Regions from separate parts of the Mus musculus genome. Here region 2 is linked to region 1. A link is a contact called in public Hi-C data. All regions are on one chromosome and are shown on one strand. The core of a region is the stretch at or near the end of the contact, and the rest is flanking DNA. Distances in the headings are between cores, read along the strand shown. Region 1 has its middle 67 kb from the start of Gm9733. Region 2 holds the start of Sirpb1a (signal-regulatory protein beta 1A).

Evidence for each region. Hi-C and Micro-C count contacts between places; a contact is called where the count stands out from the background.
Region 2: a contact with region 1 is called in a Hi-C map of bone marrow-derived macrophages, with 21 read pairs. The contact joins the promoter of Sirpb1a here to the enhancer-like site in region 1. A contact is called at or near these places in 1 of 484 Hi-C or Micro-C datasets (bone marrow-derived macrophages) and 2 of 9 other capture datasets (adipose tissue and liver).

Annotation. Positions count from the first base shown.
Region 1 is chr3:15,262,950-15,267,967 of GRCm38.p6, forward strand. No RefSeq gene overlaps it. Among named protein-coding and RNA genes, the nearest start is that of Gm9733, 67 kb to the right of the region's middle. Within about 2 kb of position 1,697, at least 2 of the 459 cell types and tissues checked have an H3K27ac peak or open chromatin away from gene starts, as enhancers often do. A contact at or near this core is called in bone marrow-derived macrophages, where this site is marked.
Region 2 is chr3:15,424,134-15,429,683 of GRCm38.p6, forward strand. It overlaps Sirpb1a (signal-regulatory protein beta 1A), which reads right to left and starts at 2,294. Exons shown (of 6, transcript NM_001002898.1): 1 at 2,200-2,294. The coding sequence starts at 2,272.

The DNA of each region.
Region 1 (5,018 bases), core at 447-2,946:
TGATTCATGGCATTTGTTATTGCATTTGGGTGACTTTCTTTGCCTTCTATTTTGAGCAATGCAGCAGGACCTAATTTCTAAAGAGAATATTTCAGGTAGCCCCAAAGGTGACACTCATCCTATCTAAATGTGGAGGTTGAAACTGACACCTGCTCCTTGCATATCATGCACTTGCTGGTACAGCCGCACTGCTGACTGAAGCATGTATCCTCAAATGGGTTGTGGGCAACCTTTATTTAGGTATTGATCAGGAGTGCAATCTGGAATCACCACTACAAACAACAAAGCCGTAGCAAAAAGCTACTTTGGGATGTACTTGAGAAGCATAGAAGCTATCTATGGCAACTAACTAGAATGCATTTTTGTTTTAATTCCCTGTGAACTTTGAGGCATACACATACTTACTTCTTTCAATAGATTATTAGAAAACTGAGACTCAAACAGGAAATTCAGCTTTAACACATTGTTATTTGTAATTTGATATTTAACTTTAAAAGGTTTTTATTTTGTGTGATAATTTTACCTTCTAGCTGCTCTCTCTCCCTTATACCTTTTCTGCTTTCCTATTTGACTCAAGTGAAATATATAAAATACTTCAAAAACATTTACAATGGAAAAACAAACAAACAAACAACTAAATAAGGGTTGCTATATCTAATCATTTAAGTAGTTATTTCTGAAATAGAAATAAAATAACTTTTATCAATTAATATGAGAAATATGATGACTCTATATCATTGGAACGATTGTGTATAGTATTTCTTCAAACAAGTCCAGTAGTTAGTACTAAAAGCACCATTTCATAAAACACTGAAAGGAAAATAAAATAAAAATAAACAAGACCATGGAAAGCAGAGCAAGGAAGACAATAATTTAGGAATTCAGTTTTGAAGTAATACTGTTTTATTCAATTAATACACAATAATTTGGATTTGAAATAATTTCTGTTAGGGTTTGTGTCTCAAATCTTCCCTACAGGTTTTTGTGCTGAATGTCTGATCTTCAGCTCTAAAAGCTAATTTTGGAAACTTTGAAACCTTTAGAAGGTACTATCTATAAATAACTTGTGGGCTCTTTAAGTACAGCTCTGTTTTCTGTTCTGCTATGATCTGGAGTCTCTAACCAACAACTGACCACTGCAGCTGAGTAGATCCACAGTGCCTCCCATTTTGGACAATAAGAAGCATTATCATATGTATTACGACGAGAAGATGACTGTATTTTCCCTGAGCTTGATCTCTGATCTTGGTATTATGTTACACACACATAGGAGTCTTCAAGTATAAACGTATCTCACCCTATCTACACCATCGGAAAGAGGAATTGCAGACAGACTTTTAAAATAATGACAAAGGTTATAACAAGATACATCATGGAAGCATGGAAACTTGAAAAAGAGTGAAAGAGTAACTAGGAAGATAAGAGCTCTTAGGGCAACTAGGAAGATAAGAGCTCTTAGGGCACATAATGAATCAAGACAAAATCCAAGTGTGTAGGAGACTGGTGAAAGATGATATTAGGATTCAGAAGAAACTTGTTTTTATCTTACTTGAAAATATAAGCATGATTTGTAACACTACGGAGCAAAAATATATTGGGTCTTACTATGCTTATTAGGAAATAATCTGGGAGTTCTTCAGGCTAAATATACAAACCAGCTGAAGGACACCATGTTGACATTTGATTGCAATACCATACACTACCAGAAGATGGCGGAATATGTTCAAAGCTTATGAAATGTGTGGCTCTCCCAGAGTTCACTGCAATGCTGATATTTCTAATCATTTAAGCTGTCAAGATAATATGTTTAGTAAAGAAAAACTTGAAACGATGATGTGATTGGTTGGTTTATTTTATAGTCTCTGTGAAGTAGGGAAAGGACTCAAGCAGGTCACTTTTTCAGACTCGTCGTTAGTTATTTAGCTTTCTCATTCAAGGCCAGACTACCTATCAGGGAATGGTGACAGCCAAAGAGGGTGAAGTCCTTCTACAGCAATGTGCAGTCAGAACAATGCTTCAAAGATATGCTCACTGGAAAATATAGATAGTTCATCAATTGAGATAATTTCTAAGTTGTATCAAGTTGACAACTGAAGCAAGTTAGGGCCTACTTGTGTTTATTTTGAAAGCCATTTCAAAGTTTGTTGACACTGAAGGAACTATAAATGATCATTAGTTGGTAGAACAATAAAATTAGCTATCACTCATTATGCATTGTTTGTGTGCCAAGAACTTTATTTTTTTAGATGAATATCTTTTTTAACAATGCTGTCATAATACCATTAAATTCTTTTGTAAGATAAAATTTCAAAGCCCCAAACTAATGATTTCCCAAGCCTCTGCACACACTATTAAGAATCTATAAGATTCAAATCACATTGCTTTCAATATATCTTGCCAAAATATTTTAAAGTAATTTTGGGATTTTTATCTGCTGTTTTACCCTCTTCTTCATACACAGTCCCTTCATACAATTCAGTGCAGTTGCAACTTTTGTGAAAGACAGAATTCTAACATGAGACTTAGGGGAAGAATATATAAAGAATATATAAACTATCTTACCAAAAGGCCAGTGCTTATGCATAGATCCAGAAGCTGGATGATCTATCTATCTATCTATCTATCTATCTATCTATCTATCTATCTATCTATCTATCTATCTATCTATCTATCTACATCACAATCACTGCCTTTCCATTCTCCCTTCATGAAGTCCCTCTCCCCATCCCCACTCCTCTAAGAGGGTGGGAACTACCTGGGTATCCTCCCACACTGACACATCAAGTTTCCCCAGGGTTAGACTAGGCACATCCTCTCCACTGAGACCAGATAAGGCACCCTGATGGGGAACTGTTTCCTTAGTCAGGCAACAGATTTGGGGACCACACCTGCTCCAGTTGTTGGGGGACCCACATGAAGACTGAGCTGCACATCTCCTACATATGTGTCTGGGGCCTCTGTCTAGCCAGTGTATGCTCTTTAGGTGGTGGCTCAGTCTCTGTGAGTTCCCAAGGGTCCAGTTTAGTTGGCTTCATTAGTATTCCTGTATAGATCCTATTTCCTTTAGGGTCTTCCGTCTTTCCCCCAACTCTTCCCTAAGAGTCCCCAACCTCTGCTCAATGTTTACCTGTGGGTCATTACATCTGTTTCAGTCAGCTCTTAGGTAGAATCTCTTAGAGGACAGTTATGCTAGGCACCTATCTGCTAGCATAGCAGAGCATCATTAAGAGTGTCAGGGTTTGGTGCTTGCCCATGGTGTGGGTCTTAAGTTGGTCCAATTATTGGTGGGTCATTCCCTCATTCTCTGTTCCATCTTTGCTCCTGCATTTCTTGTAGTCAGGATAAATTTTGGGTTTAAAGTTTTGTGGACTGGTATCTTTTTACCTCCACTTCCTATCCCCTCTTGGACACACAATCCTTCCCCCTGTTCTTCCAAAAGAGTCCTCAAGCTCCATCCACTCTTTGGCTGTGGGTGTCTGTATCTGTCTGAGTCAGCAGTTGAGTGGAGTCTCTCACAGGACAACATGCTCACATTTGCAAGCATAACTGAGTATCATTAAGAGTGTCAGGGATTGCTGCTTGCCTATGGGATGGGTCTCAAACTGGGCTGGTTATTAGTTGGCCATTCACTAAGTTACTGGTCCCTCTCCCCTGCCTGCATTTCTTGTAATCGGGATAAATTTTGGTTTGAAAGTTTTGTGTGTAGGTTGGTGTCTTTATTGCTCAACTGGGGGTCCTATCTGGCTATAGGAGATGGCCTCTTCAGGTTTTATATCCCCAATGTTGGGATTCACCCCCATTGATTCTTGAGTACCTTCCTTATCTCAGGTCTCTGTCTTGCCTGGGAAATGTCTCCCACCTCCTCACCCCTGTCAGTTGCAGATTTTCAATTACTTTCATGGCCATCTATCCATCCTTTCTGTCTTTCCCTACACCTGATCCTGAATGCCTTCATTACTCTCCCTAACCCTCTACCCTCCCTCCATCTGCCACATATGACTATTCCCTCTTCTAAGTGAGATTCAAGCATCCTGGATTGTGCCTTCCTTCTTATTTATCTTCTTTGAGTCTGTGCAGCATAGCATGGTACCTATATTGAAGGCTGATATCCACTTATGAGTACATATCATACATTTTATGACTAGAATACCTCACTCAGGATGATATTCTTAAGTTCTATTCCTTTAACAGCAAAATTGATAATATGTTTGCTTTTAGTAGCTGAATAATATTCTCCTGAAAGTATAACGTAAAAACAAAATTCTAGGCCTTTAGGCCCAGGCTTAGGAATGTGACCTCTGTGACTCATTGCTCTAAGGTATGCTAATCATAAAACAGATAGTGACATTCCTCCACCCACCTGCTTCCTGGGTTCAAAGAGTGTTCATTCAAAGAAAGTCACCCTGACCATTGCTGGAACCCACTATGCAAATGTGCTATTGTTAGGGGTTCTTAGAAGCTGTCTTGAGAGATGACCTGCACAATTACCAGGTATTCCTTGTGACTCTTGTGACTTTGCAGTTCCTTGGGACTCTTAACTGTTATCTTTGGTATTTTCCAACAACACCATCCCCACTACCTTGAGTTGTGGTTTCTTCCTTTAAATACCCACTTACCCAGCTACTGGGGCGCCACAGTCCTCTACCCCTGCGTGGTGTATGACTATGGGCCCGAGAGCACTCTTGAATAAAAATCCTCTTACAGTTTGCAGCAAGACCGTTTCTTGTGAGTGATTTGGGGTGTTGCCACTCCTGAGTCAGAATGTGGGGGAGTCCTCATGTTGTGGGTCTTTCACTATGATGTAGACATACCACATTTTCTTTATCTTTCTTCAGCTGAGGGTCATCTAGGTTGTTTCCAGTTTCTGGCTATTATGAATAAAGCTGCTATGAACACAGCTGAGCAAGTGTCTTCCTGGAAGAGTTGAACACTCTTTGGGTATATACCTACGAGTGGTATAACTGGGTCTTGAGGTAGACTATTTCCAGTTTTCTGAGAAACTGCCAAATTAATTCTCA
Region 2 (5,550 bases), core at 1,044-3,543, 160 kb after region 1:
ATTTTCTTTCAAACAAAACAAAACAAAACAACAACAACAAAAAACAGATAAACTAAATCTCATCAAAGAGAAAGTAGGAAAGAGCTTCAAATACGTAAGTACCAGAGAACAATTCCTGAACAGAACATCAATGGTTCAGGCTCTAAGATCAAATATTGACAAATGAGATCTCACAAAAATTGAAAATCTTCTGTAAGGCAAAAGGCACTTTCAATAGGACAAAAATTGCAACCTAGATTGGGAAGAATCTTAACCAACCCTACATCTGATAAAAGATTGGAAATATTAGGAAAAAATCTTTACCAACACTACATGTGATAAAAGGCTTATATGCAGAATATACAAAGAACTCAAGAAGGTAGACTCCAGATAATAAAATAACACTATTGAAAAATGAGGTACAGAGCTAAACAAAAAATTCTTAACTGAGGAATCTAAAATGGCCAAAAGGAACCTAAAGAAATGTTCATCATCTTTACTTTCTGGGTAATGAAAATCAAAATGACACTGAGATTCCACCTCACAACAGTCAGAATGGCTAAAATAAAAATTCAGGTGACAACAGAAGAATGGTTCCAGAAAATGTGGTACATTTACAAAATGGAGTACTACTCAGCTATTAAAAACAATGACTTCATGAAATTCACAGGCAAATGGATGGAACTAAAGAACATCATCCTGAATGAGATATCTCAATCACAAAAGACCACACATGGTATGTACTCACTGATAAGTGGATATTAGGCAAAAAGCTCAGAATATACACAATAAAACTCACAGACCATGTGTAGCTGAAAAAGAAGGAACCTAGGTATTGATGCATCAGTTCTTCTTAGAAGGGGAAACAAAATAATCAGGGGAGGTAGATAGATGGAAGGAGAGACCAGGGAGGGAGGGAGGGAGGGAGGGAGGGAGGGAGGGAGGGAGAGAGAGAGGTGAAGGAGTAGGAGGAGGGAAAAAAAGTGACAGGATCAGGTATAGGAGTAGAAATACAGAGGGTCCGGAAAATGAAAGGATATGTGTAGCAGCAGCAAATAGAGAACTGGGTGTAGCCACTTGAAAGTGCCAGATTCCAGGAATGTAAGAGGCTCTCAAGACCCAATAGGAATGGCATAAACTGAAATACCCAACAAAGGTGAGAACCTATAGAGACTATATCCAGAGGTTAGGCACAACCCCCAGTTGAGGGATTGGCCACCCACCCATCTCAAAAATATTAACACAGAATTGTTCCTGTCCTACAGGGATAAAGAATGGAGCAGAGACTAAAAGGAAGGCCATCCAGAGACTACCCTACCTAGTGATCCATCCCATCTGCAGACATCAAACCTAGACACTACTGCTAATGCCAAGAATTGCTTGCTGACAGGAGCCTGTTATAGTTGTCCCCTGAGAGGCTCTGTCAGAGCCTATCCAATATGTATGACAATGCTCACAAACATTGGACTGAGCACAGGGACTCACAACGGAGGAGTTAGGGGAAGGACTGATGAAGCTGGAGGGGTTTGCAACCCTATAGGAAGAACAGCAATTTCAACAAACCAGAGCTCCCAACCTCAGAGCTCCCAAGGACTAAATCACCATCCAAAGAATACACATGGAGGGACACATAGCTCCAGCTGCTTATACAGCAGAGGATTGCCTTATCTGGTATCAATGGGAGGGGAGCCTCTTGGCCTTATGGAGGCTTGATGGGCCAGTGTAGGGGAATGCAAGGGTGGTGAGATGGGAGTGGGTGGGTGGGTTTGTTTGGGAGCACTCTCATACAAGCAGGGGGAATGGTATAGGGGTTTGCAAAGGGGATCTTAGAAGAGGGATAAAATTTGAAAGCTAAATAAATAAAATAATCAATAAATAGAAAGAAGGAAAAGAAAAAGAAAAACCTGACAACATACTGGCACCATGCGGATTATTATTAGTCCTGTTTGAAACAAATAGAAGGAACTAAAGCTCACTGGAGGGGGTCATGAAGAGCAGGGATATGTGGAAAATATTATGGATGAATCATTTCTACTCTATGTATCAAAGCTATAAGCTCACATTCCAGTTCAGGCAGTGCTCAAAATTCTGGCTCTATTATAAGAGACAATGTTCTTACCTCTCCTGTGACAGTTCAGGTAATTAACTGGAATCCTTTACTTTCAATGGTAAGAGTAGCTCTGAGACAGGGAGATGATACTATTGTTGGGGCATGCTCACCTTTAAATCCCAGAAGCAGGATCAACAGCAGGACACTGTGAGGAATGTGGGTCCAGGCATCTAGGAGAAGCATGGTTGGTGTTAAGAACCCTGTTGGGACCAGAATCAGTTCTCATGAGATCTCAGGTTCTTACATGTAGAGAAAGGAAGTATTGTGACTTATTCTGCATAAAGATTACTTCAATGTTATGTGAAAAAAGGAACCATACTGCTTATATTGAAATAGCTAAACAGTGTTGCATTCAGCTTCAGGGAAGGAGTTCTTATTTACAATTTGTTTTTAGAGGGACTCCGATATGCATAACATAATCCTTTCTCTTTCTTTTGACCCTGAGCTTGTGCCATGTTGTCTCAAGTGTCTTGTCTTGGTAACACACCAGTTAGAATCCAGTACAAAAGAATGTTTCCCAAACACCTAAGATCCTAGATGTTGTTGATTTGTGTCATATTCTTTCTCAGTGTCACATAAAGTTCTCAGTTTGTCTCATATAATATTTGTAAGATCAGCCCAAAGCTGGAATAAAGCAGTGGTTCTCTGGGAATGATCCCTTGTATATCTTTTACTGATATCAGTAAATGTAGTCCAAGAGAAACTTAGGAGTCTTTTTGCTACACAAGCACAGTAAATTATGTTATAATTAGTATCAATTGCCAACTTCTCACAAAAGAAGGAAGCCACAAGAGACATCAGTGAGAAATTGTCTAAGTCTGACTCTATCTTAGCCCATCTGTAAGGGATTATCTCTACTTAACTGATTTGGGAAAACTCATCTTAATTTTGTGTCAAATATTGTCCTACATAGAGCATCTTGAAGTGTAAAATAGAGCCAGTTGAATACTAGCATGCATGCATTAATACATTGGTCTCTGCTGCTGTCTGTGGATATAATGTGACACCCTGCATCAAGATCTTGCCACCCTGACGTCTTTGCAATGAGGAACTGTTTTTGGAGTTCTCAGCCCCAAAACACCCATGATCTCTTAAATTGTTTTTGGCAAGGTATTCAGTCATATTATTTTGATTTTTTCTAGATAGCAAATGGGAACACCTTAGTAAGTATATGCTTAATGGAGTTTGAAATGGTATACTGCAAAGAATATTAAATAGCTTATTTTTGGAGCCAGGGAGGACATAGTGACACAATGATGTCAGAGTCCATTTTAGACAGAAATAAGATATTTCAATTCTTACTATATGCAGATAGGAACTAGGGAAAGAGGGGTATAAGTGTCTTTATCAATCTCAGATATGTGTGTAGAAAAATGAGCAGGAAAGCTAAGCCTCAAGATACAATTTATTTCCTGTAATGCATATATAAGAGCTGTTTGCCAGATAAGGCAATCCTCTGCTACATATCCAGCTGTAGCTGTAAATCCTCCCATGTGTACTCTTTGGTTGGTGGATTAGTCCCTGCTTATCAGGCATCAATGGGATGGTAGCCACTTGGTCCTGTGGGGGCCCAATGACCCAGCGTATGGGAATACTAGGGTGCTGAGGTGGAAGGTGGGTGGGTAGGGGAGCCTCCTCATAGAGGCAGGGGAGGGGGATGGGATGGAGGATTTGTGGAGGGGAAATAAAAGCAGAATAACATTTGAATTGTAAGAAATAAAACAACCAATAAAATGAATGAATGAATGAATCAATCAATCAATAAATAAATACTATTTGATTTGGTATTTCAGTGTGTGCAAATGTTAATCTTGACTGTGAACTCAGCAGCCGAAAACAGGAACCTCAATTGAGCAATTTCCTACTTTATGCTGCCCCATGGGTAGCACAGAAATGACTAATAAAATGTAGCAAGAACCATGAAGCCAGCACATCTGTTTGGCAAAGTCTGGCAAGGCTGAGCCAAAGGCTGATTTAGCCACTGTGATGTCTTTCACCTTAGGTTTCTGAACTCTAATTGTTTCATTTTTGCTAAGGTGAAATACTTCTAGTGGAATATGATGTTGTTGTTCTGGAAGCATATGAAAGTTAACTTTGAAAAGATTTCTTTTAGTCACATTATGAATTGTCCATGAATCTTTGTCCAGTGTCATGATATTACACACTAAACAAGTAGGGAATTGAAATGTACTTGTATGGCTGAATTTGTGCCTTCTGTGCCCTTGGTTCTTATACTGAGAATAAAATATATCCAAATAGTAGGGGAACTACATTTGTATTCATCAGTAACATAACCACTGACAGTCATTGCTCATAGTAAGTCCAGCAAAGACTAACGAGCAAACTTTATGTGACAGGGAAGTAAGAGGGGAGTCAAGTGTTCACTATTGTGTATAGTTAGAATACTGGATATTGCTTGGTCTGTAGCAATTTCTTGCTAATCAAAATCATTGTACACTATTGTGATACTGTTAAATGAAAACTTAAAATTAATAATAGTAAGTGTGGGGCTAGTTTCTAGACAGCAAATTAACTGAGAAAGAAATTTGAAAAATCATTAAGGTATGAATAAAGTGCCATGTGGTCCCCTCAGTTTTCTGAGAAGGTAAGACTTCACCCAGTGAAACAGCAAACGTAAATTTAAATATGTTTCCATGAAATAAGGCAGATATGTTGTCTTTCTCTTTTTTTTGTTGTTGGGTTTTTGTTTGTTTGTTTGTTTGGTTGGTTGGTTTGGTTTTGGTTATTTTTTCTTTTTTTATGGGATATTTTCTTTATTTACATTTCACTTGTTATGCCCTTTCCCTGTCACCCCCCCCCCCCAGGAACTCTCTATCACCCCCTCCTTCCCCTGGTTCTATTAGGGTGTTCCTCCACCCACCCATTCCCACCTCCATGTCCTCAAAGTTCCCTACCCTGGGGTATCTATCTAGCCTTCATAGGACCAAGAATCTCTCCTCCCATTGATGCCTGACAAGGCCATCCTCTGCTACATATGTGACTGGAGTCATGGGTCCCTCCATGTGTACTCTTTGGTTGGTGGCTTAGTCCCTGGGAACTCTGAAGTATCTGGTTGGTTGATATTGTTGTTCTTTCTATGGAGTTGAAAACCCCTTTAGCTCTTTCAGTCCTTTTGCTAACTCCTCCACTAGGGACCCAGTGCTCAGTCCAATTGTTGGCTGCAAGCATCTACCTCTGTATTTGTAAGGCTTAGGCAGAGACACTCATGGGACAGATATACATCAGGCTCATTTCAGCAATCATTTCTTGGCATTCAATATAGTGTCTGGGTTTAGTGACTGTATACGATGTGATTCTACCCCATACCAATCAGAATAGCTAAGATTAAAAACTCAGGTGACAGAAGATGCTGGAGAGGATGTGGAGAAAGAAGAACACTCCTCCATTGACGGTGAGATTGCAAGTTAGTACAACCACTCTGGAAATTAGTCAGGTGGTTC